Regions from separate parts of the Sus scrofa genome. Here region 1 is linked to region 2. A link is a contact called in public Hi-C data. All regions are on one chromosome and are shown on one strand. Each heading gives the region's core, a stretch centred on a gene start, on an enhancer-like site or on the middle of the called end of the contact. The rest is flanking DNA. Distances are from core to core; before and after follow the strand shown.

Region 1 (5,342 bases), core at 1,229-3,728, 150 kb after region 2:
CAAGAACAGTTATCTTTAGACAATTCACTCCAACAATTAAGTATCAAATTAACATGCCTTTCTCACAAAAATATCACTGTGAAGGTACTACTACCATTTTTTTAACAGAAAGATACTGAAATTGCCTGTGGTCACAAGATAGGTCAACGGTGATGCTATAAAGAAAATCAAATTATCTTTGGAACCAATTTCTGTTAAGCTATACCATCAGAGGGAAAAGGACTAATCGGCTGAATTTTCACTAGAAACATCAGATAAAAGAAGATAGGAGTCCTGTATAAGTTATCAAAAAATTATCAATTAGGAAATAAACTTATGGGTTTGGAGACTCAGTGGATAACACAAATGATAGATGACCTAGGCAAACAGCCTTGAGACAATACAAATGAAAATTTGTAACTTCTTACTTCTTTTTAATCAGGCTCAATGAAGCCTAAAGCACTAATACTAAAGTGATTTTTAAAATTTTAAGACAAGGCAACCCAAATAGCTGGGAACCAGTATCAATCCGATGCAATGAAGTAAGCAGAAGCCTATGATTTTACTCACAGACGCTTACAGCTGAAGATCCCACCACTGGAAGTACCTACCTTTAGCAGCAGTAGGCATGTGAATACTCCTCCACCTCTCCAATTCTGGGTTAAGAAGAGACCAGACTCACCTACATGATGACTAGTGAAGCCAAGTGTTCTAGTCAATGATCAATACCGGGAACTTCAACAGAATGTTAACTTCTCTAATAGCTCCTCACAACCCACCGTAAGAAAGAAAGGACTGTTAGACAAGACAAACAGCTCACCTGGGGAGAGGACTCCGGCTCAGAGACCGCTTGCTCAGGAATGGGCTGCTGGACCGCCTTCGACCGTAAGGGCTTGGTGATCTCCCACTGTAAGAGCCACTCCTTTCATAGCTGGATGAACGTCGCCGGCTATAGGGACTCACGGACCTCTGTCTTCTACTGTAGGGACTGGGTGACCGGGTGCTGGATTGGTAGGCCGAAGGCTCCTTGTAAGGTGGGCTGACGGACTGCCTTCTTGAGGTACTTCCCGGACTCTTCTTGTAGGAGTCATAATTGCTAGAAGTGTGAGATCTTGGGGGACTAAGGTCATAATCTTGGCCATAAGAAGCTCCTGACGGGCTATCATCTTGCTTGGGGCTATCCAACCATTTCCGGTGGGGACTCCTGGACCTCCGTTTGGGGCTGTCCACTGTTTTGTAACTTTTGGGTGTTTCCCTTTTCCGATGACTTTTACTCCGGTCTTTGTGCCCAGACTTCAACTCACGTTCTTTCCGGGTCTTCTCCTTATGGAGTTTGGATGACCTGGATTCCTTGTTGCTGCTGCTTTTGGAGATCTGCGCCTTCCCATGGTCATCATTCTCCTCATTTGAACGCTTCGAAGTTCCTGATACCCGGTCCTTCATCGATCCCGACTTGCTAAAGGTTTCCAGGTTTTTTTCTTTCTCTGTCTGTTTAGTTTTTAGTAAGTCCCGGGAACGTCTGTGCTGATGGTGACGGTGTTTGTGCAGTCGGTCACTCCGATCAGTCCCGCGACGTTCATCATTCTCCCTCCTGTCCAGTTTGAAGGCCATGTCGTCAGAGAAGGTATCAGAATCTGAGCTAATGTCATCATACTCCACCAAAGGTTTGATAATTGTACCCAAAGGTGCTGCTTCGGGGGTCACCAACCCCATGTCTTTGGAGTGCTTGGACTTATGCCGCTTGTGCTTCGACACCAAGCGGTGACGCTCTCTGCTGTTGGAGCTGCCACCTCCCGATGACGGCTGCAAAGTTCCAGAAGCTCCTCCGCTCCCGTCCTTCTTGCCCCCATGTCTCTCTGGATTGGGCATTCCCTTTCCCCAGGCCTCAAAAAGGGGAAAAAGTTCCCCAGCACTCCAAAAAGTAACCCCCACCCTCCCCCCCAACCCCAGCCCCACGCCTACAAAATCACCCCTACAAGGGGGTGGGGAGGGAAGGGACGGTAGCCCAGGCTCCTCCTCCCTCCCGACTCCTCAGCACCCTCCTACATGAGGTAGGGGGTGAAGGAGCCAGAGAAGAAATGAGAGTTCCTCAGCAGTGGAGTTGTGAGACAACGGACTGCCGCTCGAGTCTGTTTCCCCTCCAACTCCAGCCGAGCCAATCCTCAGGCCTAGGCGCCCAGGAAGGAGGTCGAGGAAGTAGGAAGCCGGCGGCCCGGGGCTGTGGGGCCGACTCGGGCTCTGGGGCCCTGTGAGGACTGCGCGGGCCCTTCCCCTACCCGGTAGCCCGGCTCGGGGCGGCTTCCTGTCGCTGGGGTCCCGCGACCTAGGCGCCTCACACCCCCTTTGTCCCTCGCTCTTGAGGGAGCCCCGTTTCTAGCTTCCGCCTCACCTCAATACCTCACACACTCACTCGCTCCCTCACACAGACTCACAGTCACACACTAGGTTAAACCGAAACGGCACTTGGAGGAGCGGGGGGAGGGGGGTAATCCCGAGAAGTATCGCGAGAATATGCCCAACTCTCGCGGTACTTCGTGCTTCTCGTTCACCTCTCGCGGCTGCTTGCTCAAACAACGCGAGAGCAGGTCCCCGGCCAGAAACGCGTTCCGCCAGATTCTCGCGATAAGATCCCGGCTTCCCATTCGAGCAAAGCTTTATTGGGTCTAGGATGATCTTTTAAATTCAAAACTTTATTAATAACTCATTGAACAAAAACGTGTTCTCAGGCGCCAGCGCAAACTAATTTTTGCATGCTTTGTAACAACTCTCAAGTACCAGGATGAAAATAATGTCAACAGAACAAAGGACAAATGTGAGGACATTTCAACCCAAGTCCCTAAGTGTTAACAATTCTTCCCACTTGTATATACTACTACGTGCATTATCTCTAATTCTCTATTTCTCATACTACCCTGCAAAACACGATTTCCTTATCCCTATTTTACCGATAAGGAAACCCAGTCTCAGAAGAGCTAAATAACTCACTCAAGGTGACAAAGTTGGTCCATCAAGGGCCAAAAAAAGAGATTCAAATTCTTGTCCGACACTATACTACAAGCTCTTTCATTGTGTGGCACTAACCCTTTCAACTGCTTAAAGACTTGAATGCTCATCACCTCTTGAGATCATCTTATGACTCTTTAGGAATCATTTAGCCTTTTATTTTCACAGAGGATTATAATTACAAACAAGCAAAGCATAATATTCATGAACGAGACAAAAATCTTACACTTCCCTTCCTTTTTATTTTTCAAAACTCCTTAGCACATATTAACTCATTCCATCTTCACAACTTTCCTCTGAAATAGGGTTGTGATAGTGAGAAGACTAAGGCACAGGGAAGCTAAGTGACTTGTCCAGGCTTTCTCATTGTTTACTTCAGTAAACATGTATCTGTAAGACAAAGTTCCTTCTCTGTGTAACAGTGCCACTGAGGGTCCTCAAGTAGAATATGGACAATGTACTCATACACAAGAAGATATTAGGTGATATGTTCCCTTGTGGTGCAGTGGCTTTAGGACCTGGCATTGTCACTGCAGTGACTCAGATCGCTGCTATAGCAAGGGTTCAATCTCTAGCCCAAAAACTTCCACATGCTACTGGAATGCAAAATAATAATAATAATAATGTGATAAATGTTCGAAGAATATAAGAATGATAAACAGCAGTGTGAAGTTTCAAAAGGAGATTAGGAGTGATAAAAGAAAGCATTATAAAAGTAGGACATTTAGGGAGTTCCCATCATGGCACAGCGGAAACAATCCAACTAGGAACGATGAGGTTAGGGGTTCTATCCCTGGCCTCGCTCAGTGGGTTAAGAATCCAGCATTGCCACGAGCTGGGTAGGTCGCAGACCCGGCTCGGATCTGGCGATGCTGTGGCTGTGGCATGGGCCAGCGGCTACAGCTCCAATTGGACCCCTAGCCTGGGAACTTCCATATGCCATGGGTGTAGCTCTAAAAAGATTCCCCCCCAACAAAGAAGTAGGACATTTAGGAGTTACCTCTGGGGTGCAACCAGATTGGTGGTGTCTGTGCAGCATCAGGACACAGGTTCAATCCCCTGCCTGGCATACTGATCTAGCACTGCTTCTTATGATAGGTTGCAACTGTGGCAGGGATCTGATCCTTGGTCTGGGAACTCTATTTGATGAGGTGGCTAAACAAGAAAAAAAAATGGGACATTTGAGTTGGCCCAGGAAGAGTACATAGGATTTGTATATGCAAAGAGGGGAACACCAGCCAGTAGGTTAGAAGCCAGAAAACATTTTGAATGAAGGCAGAAAAGCTGACTCTCAAAATCACTCCCTGGAGGTGTTCATATTGCTTGGATTACATGAGTACCAAAAAAATTTTACCTAAATGTTTAAGTCCACATATCTTGATAAAAAAAAAAAACTTTTTCATGACAACTTTTAAATAATCTATGGAAGTAAAATTAATACTATCAAGAAAAAAAGAAATAAGTACTGGAACTCAAGTGTGGTAACTCCCAATTTATTGCTGCAAGAAGGCCTGGATGTAAATGTCTCCACCAGTGTCTGACATAATGGCAGATGTCATGGGACTTAATGGATAATTAGATTAAATGACTGGCCTACTTTATTAAACATTGGCATGAGTTCACCAAAATTATTCCCATTCTTTTCCTATCTTTTAAATGAGATCATAAAGCTCCAGCTGTGGCCTCTCAGGTTAAGGATCTGGCATTGCCACAGCTGTGGCTAGGATTCAATCCCTGGCCTGGGAACTTCCATATGCTTCAGGTGTGGCCAAAAATAATAAATAAATAAGATCAATTTTTGACACAGAGTGCACCCACAATCCACAGTAAAATAGAAAAGGGGGGCAGAAGATGGAATTGTGGAGTTCCCTCTGTGGCTCTGCACTTAAACCTGATTAGCATCCACGAGGACGCAGGTTCAGTCCCTGGCTTTGCTCAGTGGGTTAAGGATCTGGCATTGCTGTGAGATGTGGTGTAGGTCGAAGAGGCAGCTGGGATCCGGCATTGCCATGGCTGTGGCATAGGTGGGCAGCTGCAGCTCCAATTTGACCCCTAGCCTGGGAACCTCCATATGCCCTAAAAATACCCCCCCCAAAAAAGCAGAAGCAGCAGATGGAATTGTGATTATGTGTCAAATCTTGAAAAATAAAATTCATCACCCATGAGCTCCTGCTGAAGTGCAACGAGATCCGTCATCACTCAGGAGCACTGGAACACAGATTCAACCCCTGACCCCACAGAGTGGGTTAAAGATCCAGTGTTGTCCCAGAGACACAACTGTGGCTCGGATCTGATCCCTATCCTGGGAGCTCCATATGCCCCAGGGGGGTGGCCAAAATATGAAAAAAATAAGTTCATCA
Region 2 (5,733 bases), core at 1,806-4,305:
GCAGGCTCCTAGCCTAAGGGGACACTTCCTCATGGCCAGGCAAGGAAAGGCCTCCCCAACCCTGGCAGAAGAGACACTTCCACTGGCAGCCCGCCCCCTCCCCCGCAAGGCTCTCCACGTAGAGCTCTGTGCTCAGAGGACCCAGCTCTCCATTCTCAGAGGCCGCCCTGTTCTCTACCTCCCTCTGCCAAGTTCGTTCTCCGCTTTAAGGCCCCTCACTGACGGTCGGCAACTCTGGGAAGTCATCTCTTAGGAACCCTGCTTCTCCCTTAGGTCCCCAGAGCTCCATGTACACATCCCTAGACTTAACGCTTGCCATGTAACGTCTATTTCCAGATTCATTTCAGGAGCAGACTAAACATCTGGCCTGGTCTTTTACTTTGGGGGGGTGCGCGCGTGTGTGTTTTTAGGGCCACACCCACAGCATATGAAGATCCCAGGCTAGGGGTCCAATAGGAGCTTACGCCACGGCCACAGCAATGCCAGATCCGAGCCATGTCTGCAACACCGGAGCCTTTAACTCACTGAGCAAGGCCAGGGATCGAATTCGGATCCTCACGGATACTAGTTGGGTTCGTTAGCACTAAGCCACAATGGGAACTCCTCTTTTACTCTTTTGGATTCAAAATCCAGATCTTGCCCCCAACACCCTCACCCCAGCGTTTTTGTTTTGTTTTGTTTCCTTTTTCAGCCACACCCACTGCAATATGGAAGTGCCCCGACCAGGGATCAAATCCAAGCTGCAGCTATGACCTACACCATAGCTGCAGTAATGCTGGATCCTGATCTCACTGTGCTGGCTGGGGATCAAACTGGTACCTCCACAGAGACAAGGCAGATCATGAACCCACTGTGCCACAGCGGGAACCTCCCACCCCAGCATTTTATTTACTGACAAAGAGTCAGGCTTTGGGGCTCTGGGACAGAATGAGAAGTAAGCCACATCAACTGTCCTGAAGCAGTTTGTAAAATTAAAAGTCAGAACCAGGGTTCTGTATTATCCTCATGTAAACAGTAAGAGCTAACACTTATTTATTGAACCGTCACATGCTCCCTGTTTTAAGTCCTAAACATACATTATTTCATTTGATCCTCACAATCACTCTATCAGGTGGCACATTACTATCTCCATTTGACAAATGAGGAAACCGAGGCAGGGACTTCATCGGGGTCACAAAACAGAGTCAAAACCCAGGAAATCTGGAGTTCCTGTCGTGGCGCAGTGGTTAACGAATCCGACTAGGAACCATGAGGTTTCGGGTTCGGTCCCTGCCCTTGCTCAGTGGGTTAACGATCTGGTGTTGCCATGAGCTGTGGTGTAGGTTGCAGACGCGGCTCGGATCCCTCATTGCTGTGGCTCTGGCGTAGGCCGGCAGCTACAGCTCCGATTGGACCCCTAGCCTGGGAACCTCCATATGCCGTGGGAGCAGCCCAAGAAATGGCAAAAAGACAAAAAGACAAAAAAAAAAAAAACAAACCAGGAAATCTGATTCTCAATCATCGTGCTACCATGGACAGGGCACTGCAGGGACTCAGAGGGGGCAATATTGCGCCTTGAGCGGTGGGCTGGGCAGAAGGTGATCCAAAGGTGATGCTGCCTGAGCAGAGCACTCCAGGACAAGCAGAAGGCAGCCCAGCCAATAAGAGGAGAAGGGGCTCTCCAGGCAGCGGGGCTGGTGCGTGCAAAGGCACAGAGACACAAAGCAGCAAGGTGTGGGTAAGCATGTCCTGCAGTGCCCTGTCGGACCTTAGGATACACACAGGAAGACTGGCGGGGAAGGCGTCAGATCAGAGAGAGCTCTGTAAATTGTGCTAAAGATGCAGCCTTTCCCATAGGCAATGGGAAAGCATCCAAGGGTTTTCGACAAGGAAGTGATACTATGAATTGTGTTTTTCAAGGATGAGAAGAATTGCAGTTTGGAGACTGAGCTGCAGGCAGCCATGACTGGAAGTTGCTGGAAAGCCACTGTGGTCATCCTGGTGAGAAACACATCAACGAGAGTGGTCACAGAAGAGAGGGAGGCACAGGACTAGATGTGAAGCATGTTCAGGAAGTCAGCTGGACTAAGTCACCTCTTAGATATGGGAGTTGAGGGAGAAATATATGATAATTATTAGGTTTCTGGCTGAGATGGGGTGGCAGAGAAAGAAGGAATCTGCAGGGGAAAAGAGCAGTTCAAGTTTAGACAGAGTGAATTCCAGCTGAAGTGGAGCTGTCCAACTAGTAGCCTAAGGCCAACTGAGGCTCCAGGGAGAGGCTTCGGTGAAAAGGTAGATCTGGACACGACTGGGGTATGTAGGTGGTGTAAAGCTGAAACCATGAGAGTGGATGAGACCATCCAGATCCAGAGTTAAGAGGCTGGCTGAGCAAGAGAGATGAATGTGAAACCGTGCTTCTACAGTCAGAAGAGCAGGAGGAAAATAAGGGGATGCCGACGCGGTGGAAGCCAAAAAAGAGGGTGATGGGTACGTGTTCACTACTGCAATTGAGAATTTATGTCACTGGTGTTATGCTCCTCTAAGAACTCAAGAAAGATACGTTAAAGGGCCCTTATAATGTCAACTGGGAAGTCATTCACTGTCGTTTCCAAAGGAAGTTGAGGGAGACCGGATGACGGTGAGACATTGACCTCCAGGAACTTGGAAATATTTTCCTCCTCATTCTCAGATCCTGACCCCTCCCCAGATCCTGACCTTTAATACCCTGATACCTTCCCCTTGCTTCTTCCCTCACAGCAACGTGAGAGGCTTTGGAGGGCGATCCGGGACGCCTTTCCAAGGCTCTCTCGAGTAGGCGGGGCCGTAGAGGGTCAACGCAGACGACCCTCCAACCCCGCGCTGAGTGGAGCGAGGCCGAGCATAGGAAGGGGGCGGAACCTGGAGCGCGGAGGGTGTGGGAAGGGTCGGACCGAACCACGAACGGACACCGGCTAGGGAGCCAGGATCCATCGGCGAGACGTAGCCCTCGTACCACCACCCGGTCCCAGTGACCTCTCGCGGACCCACCTGCACCATGTCAGCCACGGCTCCGGCTCTTCCCAGCCCCAGCCGCAATCTGGCTCCGAAGCTTCGGCGGCGCCTCCGAGCGGAAGGGGATCTCCTCTCGGCGCCACTTCCGCCACTGAGTCCGCCCCCGGGAGCGAACCGGGAGGTACTAGGCCCGAGGCACCGCCCCCTCTCCCAACCCCGCCCCCAAGCCCTCAGGCCCCGCCCACAAGGGCGGGAAATGGGGGCTGCTGCTAAAGTTAGGCTTGAAAAGAGGAATTAGAAGCCCAGGGGTTTCGTGCTTATTGGGCCACAGAGGCCTAGCACTCTGGAGAAAAAAGGGGAGCTTCCTGAGGGGAGGCCTGCGGGCCTGGAGGACGAGGAATCCAGTTACTCTTGAAGCACCCCTCTTCTCTCCACCCCGCCCCCGCCCCCGCCCCACCTCTTTCCACCTCCCTAGCAGGATCTAGAATGTCTGTGGTCCTTCCTAAGAGGGCTTGGAACTTGGCTGCAGTCAAGGCTGCAAACTAGAGGACTGGACATTACGGTCAAGGACCTGACCCTTGGATGACTACCACATAGTGAACCTCCTCCTCCCTCTCCTTTTCCCTGAAAGAGAAGTCTCAGCACAGGTATTTACAAAGATTTATTACAGCAGGGGAGCGGTTCAGGCCTGGAGTCAGGGAAGAAGGGAAGAGGACAGAGCAGCTGGAGGACAAGGAGAGCCTAGATCCCCCACTGTTTGCCCCTCCTCCCAAGGACTTACACTAGGCGGCATTCCTGGCATCAAAGCACAAACAAAAGGCAACAAAGCAGCCTCTGCCAGTCCATCTTCCAGGCACCCAGGCTGGGGAGCAGGTGATAAGGGGAAGATTTCCAAAATGTGGAGGCTGTGGAAAGGATGCCTGAATCCTGGGCCCTGGTAGACGCCAGTGAGAAGGAATTCCCAGGGGATGGAGAAGGATCTGTGGGCACTTACAAGTTCTCAGTACCCTCTTTCCCCAGATCTTAGGGTCCTGCCCTGTGGGTTTCCTATGCCCAGGGGAGAGGGTCTGGGGAGTAGAATTGTGAAGGATGAACCTTTGTCCCCCATTTACTGAGTTTTCCAATGCAGACTCTCACACCCCAGCTCCCACCCAGTGAATGGGGGAATGACTGGCAGGGGTAGGCATCAGGCAGCAAGTGCCCAGGGACTCTGAGCATCAGCCAAAGGTGGGCAGATAAGCAAACACAGACCAGCCTTAGTCTTCTAGAAGCCGCAGCCCTAGCAATTGAGAAAGGTACAAAATAGGGTAGGGATGGGGTGGGTTTCTGAGGAACAGCAATGCCCTCTCCACTTCCATCTGGGAGATGCAGGGCTTGGTACCTATGTGCCAGGCTCAGGGTGGGCAGGGCGCTGTGGCTCTTCCCCTGGCTCTGCAAGGCAAGCAAAGGAACTTAGGGCTTGGCCACGCCTACCAAGATCACAACACCAACCCTCCCCAAGCCTCACCACTTAATGCGGGGTCTTCCACTTGGTTCTCAGAGCTTCCAACTCTCTGGGGCTCATCCAGAGGGGGTGGGCGCTCCCAGGGACCCTCCAGACCTTGGCCACAAGTTGTCTTTTGTCCAGCTGGGGATGGGGAAAAGGGATAAAAATACAGGCTCTGGGGAGTTTCCATTGTGGTGCCGTGGAAACAAATCTGACTAGCATCCATGAGGATGTGGCTTTGATCCCTGGCCTCGCTCGGTGGATTAAGGATCTGGCGTTGCCATGAGCTGTGGTGTAGGTCATAGACACGGCTCGGATCTGACGTTGCTGTGGCTGTGGTGTAGGACGGCAACTGTAGCTCAGATTTGATCCCTAACCCGGGAAATTCCTGACGTTGCTGTGGCTGTGGCATAGGACGGCAACTGTAGCTCAGATTTGATCCCTAACCCGGGAAATTCCATATGCCACGGGTGCGGCCCTAAAAAAGCAAACAAACACACAAAAATACAGGCTCTGAGTATCTATATGACTGTTCTGGAACATCAGCTGAGTCAGCTGGCTGAGGTTATGCTTTCCGAGGGTGATCATGGCATACTGGAGACAGCACAGGCCTAAGACTGCTCTTCCAATGTCTAACCGTATGACTTAGTTAAGTTTGTTGTTATCTCTCTGAAGGGGATGGTAAGAAAGAAATTGCATAGACTGCCTTAAATAAAACAATAGTTAATACTCTGCAGCTCAGTGCTGGCCCCCAGGAGATGCTCCAGGAGTGGTGGCAATTGATAATTGCTCCTTGGTTGTCTTGTCATCTTTTTTTTTTTTTCCATTTTTTTGGCTGCCCTGGGGCATATGGAGTACCTCAGGGAACCAGGGCCCAGGGATAAGATCCTGGAGGCAGTTGTGACCTGCACCACAGCTGCGGCAATGCCGGATCCTTAACCTACTGTGCCAGGGATGGAACCTGCGTGACAGCGCTCCAGAGATGCTGCCGATCTCATTGTGCCACTGCAGGAACTCCAGTTGTCTTGTCATCTGACCCAGTGCCCTGCTGTTTTTCCTGAGGGAAGAGTCTCCTCTCACCTCCTCTTCAGCTGTTCTGGGGTGGGGGTGGGGGTGGGGGGTCCTGAGAGAGACTCAACTCTTCCAACTGGAGTTTTTCTCCCATGGCTGATGCACCCACTGCCAATGCAAAGAGGAGGCCCATTCCATTTTGTTTGGGTGCAATGGATGGCCTTCAATTAGGGATTGGCTTTTTCTTTTCTTTTCTTTTCTTTTTT

What was found. Hi-C and Micro-C count contacts between places; a contact is called where the count stands out from the background.
Region 1: a contact with region 2 is called in a Hi-C map of liver, with 2.5 times the contacts expected there. The contact joins the promoter of CDK12 here to the promoter of STARD3 in region 2. A contact is called at or near these places in 2 of 47 Hi-C or Micro-C datasets (blood and liver) and 1 of 2 datasets of contacts at active chromatin or transcription factors (alveolar macrophages).

The regions. Positions count from the first base shown.
Region 1 is chr12:22,828,917-22,834,258 of Sscrofa11.1, forward strand. It overlaps CDK12 (cyclin-dependent kinase 12), which reads right to left and starts at 2,479. Exons shown (of 18, transcript XR_002337130.1): 1 at 800-2,479. It overlaps MED1 (mediator of RNA polymerase II transcription subunit 1), which reads left to right and starts at 1,489. Exons shown (of 20, transcript XM_021067050.1): 1 at 1,489-1,603.
Region 2 is chr12:22,677,630-22,683,362 of Sscrofa11.1, forward strand. STARD3 (StAR related lipid transfer domain containing 3) reads right to left here and starts at 3,056. Exons shown (of 15, transcript NM_001143725.1): 1 at 3,007-3,056. PPP1R1B (protein phosphatase 1 regulatory subunit 1B) reads right to left here. Exons shown (of 6, transcript XM_021067047.1): 6 at 3,615-4,401. The coding sequence ends at 4,352.